2 separate regions of the Macaca mulatta genome follow, and region 2 is linked to region 1. Evidence: chromatin contacts called from public Hi-C data. All regions are on one chromosome and are shown on one strand. The core of a region is the stretch at or near the end of the contact, and the rest is flanking DNA. Distances in the headings are between cores, read along the strand shown. Region 1 holds the start of TUBB (tubulin beta class I). Region 2 holds the start of DHX16 (DEAH-box helicase 16).

What was found. A called contact is a pair of places that touch in the nucleus more often than the background predicts.
Region 2: a Hi-C map of prefrontal cortex shows a contact between it and region 1, with 3 times the contacts expected there. The contact joins the promoter of DHX16 here to the promoter of TUBB in region 1. A contact is called at or near these places in 8 of 14 Hi-C or Micro-C datasets (CD4 T cells, blood, cortical neurons and 4 more).

The regions. Positions count from the first base shown.
Region 1 is chr4:152,324,037-152,326,682 of T2T-MMU8v2.0, reverse strand. TUBB (tubulin beta class I) reads left to right here and starts at 1,340. Exons shown (of 4, transcript NM_001032813.1): 1 at 1,340-1,470. The coding sequence starts at 1,414.
Region 2 is chr4:152,373,277-152,375,922 of T2T-MMU8v2.0, reverse strand. It overlaps DHX16 (DEAH-box helicase 16), which reads right to left and starts at 1,288. Exons shown (of 20, transcript NM_001105166.1): 1 at 1,082-1,288. The coding sequence starts at 1,288.

The sequences.
Region 1 (2,646 bases), core at 91-2,590:
AAAATACAATATATATATATATATAGATAGATATAGATATATATATATAGATATATAGATCTGTGTGTAATCGAATGTGAATGAACAATGATGTTGACTTGATACTACATTTCTGAGTGGCCAGACTGCAACATCCTGGAGGACAGGGAACTAATTATTAATCATTTTGTAACCATAGTTCCTAATTTGGTGGATACATAGTAACTATCAAATAAGTGAATAAATCTCTGGGAAGAAGCTGGTGGACTCTGTCTTGAGCCCATCCAATTTTCCCCCATCAATTTCCCCTCTCTCCTTTTTCAATACTGGGTATCTTGCAGAGTTGCAATGGCGGCCACCTGGTCAGTGAAATAAGCGAATTGAAAAACCACTGACTTCATTAACATGTCTAAAAAGGTAGGCTGAAAAAACTGAAAATCTATCAGGCATCTCATTCCATAGTTCCCTGTTTGACAAGAAGATCAAGGTGTCTTCAAAGTCTGCCCTAAGGCCCAGATCTCCTACGTGGATGGAGACTTCTAGTTTCACAAATCCCCGATGTCGGTTTCTCTAAACTATTTTATTCTTTGAACATACTCTCCAGACAACATCTCTATCCTGAAAAGCCCTTGCTGCAATTTTGTTTCTCTTTCAAAACAATGACTCGAAAATTTCCAAGGAAATAGCAAGAGGGCGATTCCCTTCTTGAAGTATTTGAGAGAGCAGAAGCTTACTTAAGTTCATGACTTGGGTCACCAAAGGCCAGAGGTAGCAGAGCACGGTGCCACACTCCTCCCCATTTTTCGCTGAGCTAAGCAATTCTGTCTTCCCTAGAGGTACTGCAGCTGGGAGCTTTTAGGGCGTACCTCACCACCCAACTTCTGGAACCCCAGACTTCTCAATCCCTGCATCCCCGAGAACTGCTCACTTTTTGTACAAAAACCTCAGGCACAGAGGAAAGGAATCTTGCGCAAGGTCGTTTTTCATTTACAAAACAAAAACCCAACAAAAACCAAACCGGTACCCACCCATTCGTCACTTCATTTTGCACCGTGAACAACAATAGGGGACTACAACTCCCAAAGAGGACTGCGCTCGTCCACTGGCTCAGAGGCCAATGGACGCCTGGTACATGACCGGCATCGACTAATCAGGGCCAGGCTCGATGAGGCTTTGTCTCCCGACCGCGCGCGGGGCCGATTCTCCCGCCTCCCAGCCCCGGCGCACGCGCGCCCCGCCCAGCCTGCCTTCCCTCCGCGCCCTCCCCTCTCCTTTCTCCCTCTCAGAACCTTCCTGCCGCCGCGTTCGCACCTCGCTGCTCCAGCGTCTGGGGCGCGTTCCAACCTTCCAGCCTGCGACCTGCAGAGAAAAAAAATTACTTATTTTCTTGCCCCATACATACCTTGAGGCGAGCAAAAAAAATTAATTTTAACCATGAGGGAAATCGTGCACATCCAGGCCGGTCAGTGTGGCAACCAGATCGGTGCCAAGGTAAGAATTTTACACCTCTTTTATTTCTTTTTAGAAGGAAAAATCCAGGTAAGTTATGAAAAAATGGTTGTGGGGCATTTGCACTCTCCATTCTTAATCAAGCTTTGCCCCTCCCAAGTTTGTTACATTTATATATATAATAACTAGCATTTGCTTTTGGAAAACTGGGAATCATTTTTCTTGGCAGGCACATTTTGGAGAAACTAGTAAAAGGGCTCTTCGGGTTTCGGGGGCGGGAAGACCAAGGACATATGTTACTTAAAAGGGCTTCTAACGGTCCAAGAACCGGGCAGGGAGAGAGATGCGGAAACAGTCGGAGACAAAGCGGGGCGAGGTTTTGCCCATGTGCATCCCGCCCAGCCCCCCCTGCGGGGTTCTTAGGGCCAAACGGGAGCGGGAAGGGGTGAGGCTGTCGGGCGGCTGCAGAGAGCTCCAGTGCAAAGGTCGGGGGGCGATGCGCCAGGGTGGGCTGCGCTGGGCGCTACCATTCACAAAAGATCAGGGACCCCAGCGCGCCCGCGACCCCGGAGGGCCGGTCCTGTAGTTGTTCCGGGGTGGAAGGAGAATAAGAACGGGATTAATTTTTCTTGCTTTCATGGCACCTAAGCGAGACCTCTTTAGGGCGTGAACTGATATGTCGAGAAAATGGGGGTGTGTGGTTTTCTTTAACGAGTCCTTCAGGACTTAATGGGAGAGAAAGAATGCTTTAAATCAAGGGGGAGAAATCTAGCAAAGGAATAAAATTCCGAGGCCAAGGGTTTTTTTTTTTTTTTTTTTTGCGCGCGGTTACAGTGTAGCGGGGGAGGGGCGGGAGGAAGTGCGGGTGCTACGTTGTAGCAGAAGGGCGGGGCCCTGCGGGGCGGGGCCAGGGCGCCGCTGGCGCGCGGGGACAATGCGGCGTTGCCCGCCGGGAGGGGCGCGCTACCCTGGGCCCCGCCCCTCGCGCGGAATTCTTGCCCCTGGCCCCGCCCACGTGCGAAGTCCTTTGTCGGCGGCTCGACCTGCGCGTGCGCCGCAGTCACGTGGAGGGTGGGGGGTGGTCGACTGCGGCAGCAGCTCTTCTAGTGCCCCGAGCCTTTTGTGCGCCGCGCGGTGGGGCGGTGCCCAGCTCGGGGGAAGAACAGCGGCGCTTATCCAAGTATGGTCGACCTCCATCCGCCCACCGAGCACTTGGGA
Region 2 (2,646 bases), core at 39-2,538, 49 kb before region 1:
CTGACCTCATGATCCAGTTGCCTGGGCCTCCCAAAGTGCTGGGATTACAGGCGTGAGCCACCGCACCCGGGCACAATTACTTAGTTTTAAACCAGCTAACCAGCCTTCATTCTGTCTTCCTCATGGCTTCACCCCATGTTTATCATCCTGAATGGGGCCCACAGCTTTTTGGCTTTTTTTACAGACAGGGTTTCACTCTGTCCCTCTTGGGCTCAAGTGATCCTCCCACCTCAGGCTCCTAAGTAGCTGGAAACACAGGTGCACACTACAACGCCCAATTAATTTTTAAATTTTTTGTAGGGAGGTTTCACTATGTTGCCCAGGCTGGTCTCGAACTCCTGGGCTCAAATGATCCTCCTGCCTCAGCCTTCTGGGGTGCTGGGATTACAGGTGTGAGCCACTGCACCGGGCCTCCTCTGTTAATTAAACGGCTGAAAGGAAGTTCAGAAGCTGAGGGGGGACGGGCAAGGTGGCTCACGCCTGTAATCCCAGCACTTTGCGGGGCTGAGAGAGGAGGACTGCTTGAGCTGAGGAGTTAGAGACCAGCCTGCGCAACACACCAAGGCCTCGTCTCTAAAAATAAAAATAAAAATGAAAGATATTAGCCGGGGGTGGTGGCGCATGCCCATAGTCCCAGCTACTGGGGAAGATGAGATGGGAGGGTCGCTTCAGCCAGGGAGATCGACGCTGTAGTGAGCCGTGATCTTATGACCGCACTCCAGCCTGGGCGACAGGGCGAGCGAGGCTGTGTCTCTCAAAAAAAAAAAAAAAGGAAAGAAAGAAAGAAAAAGAAAGAAATGCAGAAACTAAGATCCCTACTGAATCGCAATCTGCATTTTAACAAGGGCCCTGGATGCATGTTAAGAGTTCGAAAAACACCGTTCTATTGCGTTTAACCCGACACACCTAAGCCCTCCTCAATCTTCTCCACTGAGCTGGGCGTCCAGCAGCTAGCACAGTACCTAGGCGACAACGGACAAAGAATAAGTGCTTGTGAACTGAGCTTTCTTAACTCCTCGATGGACCGTTAGGCCAGCCTCATCGGGACAAATCACAGGACCCCTCCCCACCCTGCCGACACCTTGTTCCAGAGTCTCAGGGCGAAGTCCCGGGCCGGCCCACTGAGATCCAAAGTATCAGTGTCTCGTAGGCGCTGCACGAACTCCTCGGCCGACGTGCAGCGCTGTGCAGTACCGATCAGGAACTGGGCGACGTGCCGCTCGCTCAGCCCCAACACCGAGTGCAGCTCGTCCTGAACCCAGCGCTCCAGCCCCGCCGGCGTCGCCATGGCGACCCACGCTCCCTGCTCCCAGCCCTGAAGCGTCGGGCAGCCCCGTTCACTGCTGGGCCAGTCGGAGGCCTGGAGCCCTCGGCTGGAGCCTCAGCTTCGCAAGGCGGCTACCTTGGGACCTCTAGGATCAATTTCCGACATCCCAAAGCCGTCGTCCGGTACCGCAAAGCCCGGAAGGGGCTGCACTTTTTCCGGCCTCTAAGCACTACGGTGGCCGAGCGAGTTCAAACCTCGCGGAACCATGCCTGAAAGTTCGGAGTAATTCTTTTTTCTTCATTTCCGCCTCTATCCAGTTTCTCTGACGCCCCCTGATGGTCAGTCCGTGAGTGCTTCCCTAACGCATTCATTCAACAAGTGAAATCAATTTAATGGAGGCCTAATGTGTGCTCATTGCTTTCCGTCGCTGGGATCTAGCAGAGGACAAATCAAAAGTTCCTTACCAAATTTACATTTTGCGGTGGGGGAGGGACAGGATACATAATAAATAAAGTATGGAAGTTTTATAGCGCCAAAAACTCTGCAAAGTAAGGGACAACCGAAATTCTATTTCAGATTGGAAGATGGGGTCCATGCTCATGAAGCATATTAGCCGTGTTGGCCGGGCGCGGTGGCTCACGCCTGTAATCCCAGCACTTTGGGAAGCCAAGACGGGCAGATCACTTGAGGTCAGGAGTTCGAGGCCAGCCTGGCCAAGATGGCTAAACCCTGTCTCTACTAAAAATATAAAAATTAGCCGGGTGTGGTGGCGTGCGCCTGCAGCCCCAGGTACTCGGGAGGCTGAGGCAGGAGAATCGTTTGTACCTGCGAAGCGGAGCTTGCAGTGAACCGAGATCCCACCACTGCACTCCAGCCTGAGCGACAGAGGAAGACTCTGTCTCAAACAAACAAAAAAGTGACCTTTGCTAGGATTGGTTTGCCTGCAGCAGGAGTGAAGACAGGTCAGGCATAAGGGAAGACCTCTAGGCAGGAAGAAACTGGGGAACTGGGGAAAATTTTTTTTTTTTTTTTTTTTTTTTTTTTTTTTTTTTTTGAGACGGAGTCTCGCTCTGTCACCCAGGCTGGAGCACAGTGGCCGGATCTCAGCTCACTGCAAGCTCCGCCTCCCGGGTTCACGCCATTCTCCTGCCTCAGCCTCCCAAGTAGCTGGGACTACAGGCGCCCGCCACCTCGCCCGGCTAGTTTTTTGTACTTTTTCGTAGAGACGGGGTTTCACCGTATTAACCAGGATGGTCTCGATCTCCTGACCTTGTGATCCGCCCGTCTCGGCCTCCCAAAGTGCTGGGATTACAGGCTTGAGCCACCGCGCCCAGCCCAGGAAAATTGTTAAAGACAAAATCTCCAAACTAAGGAACAGG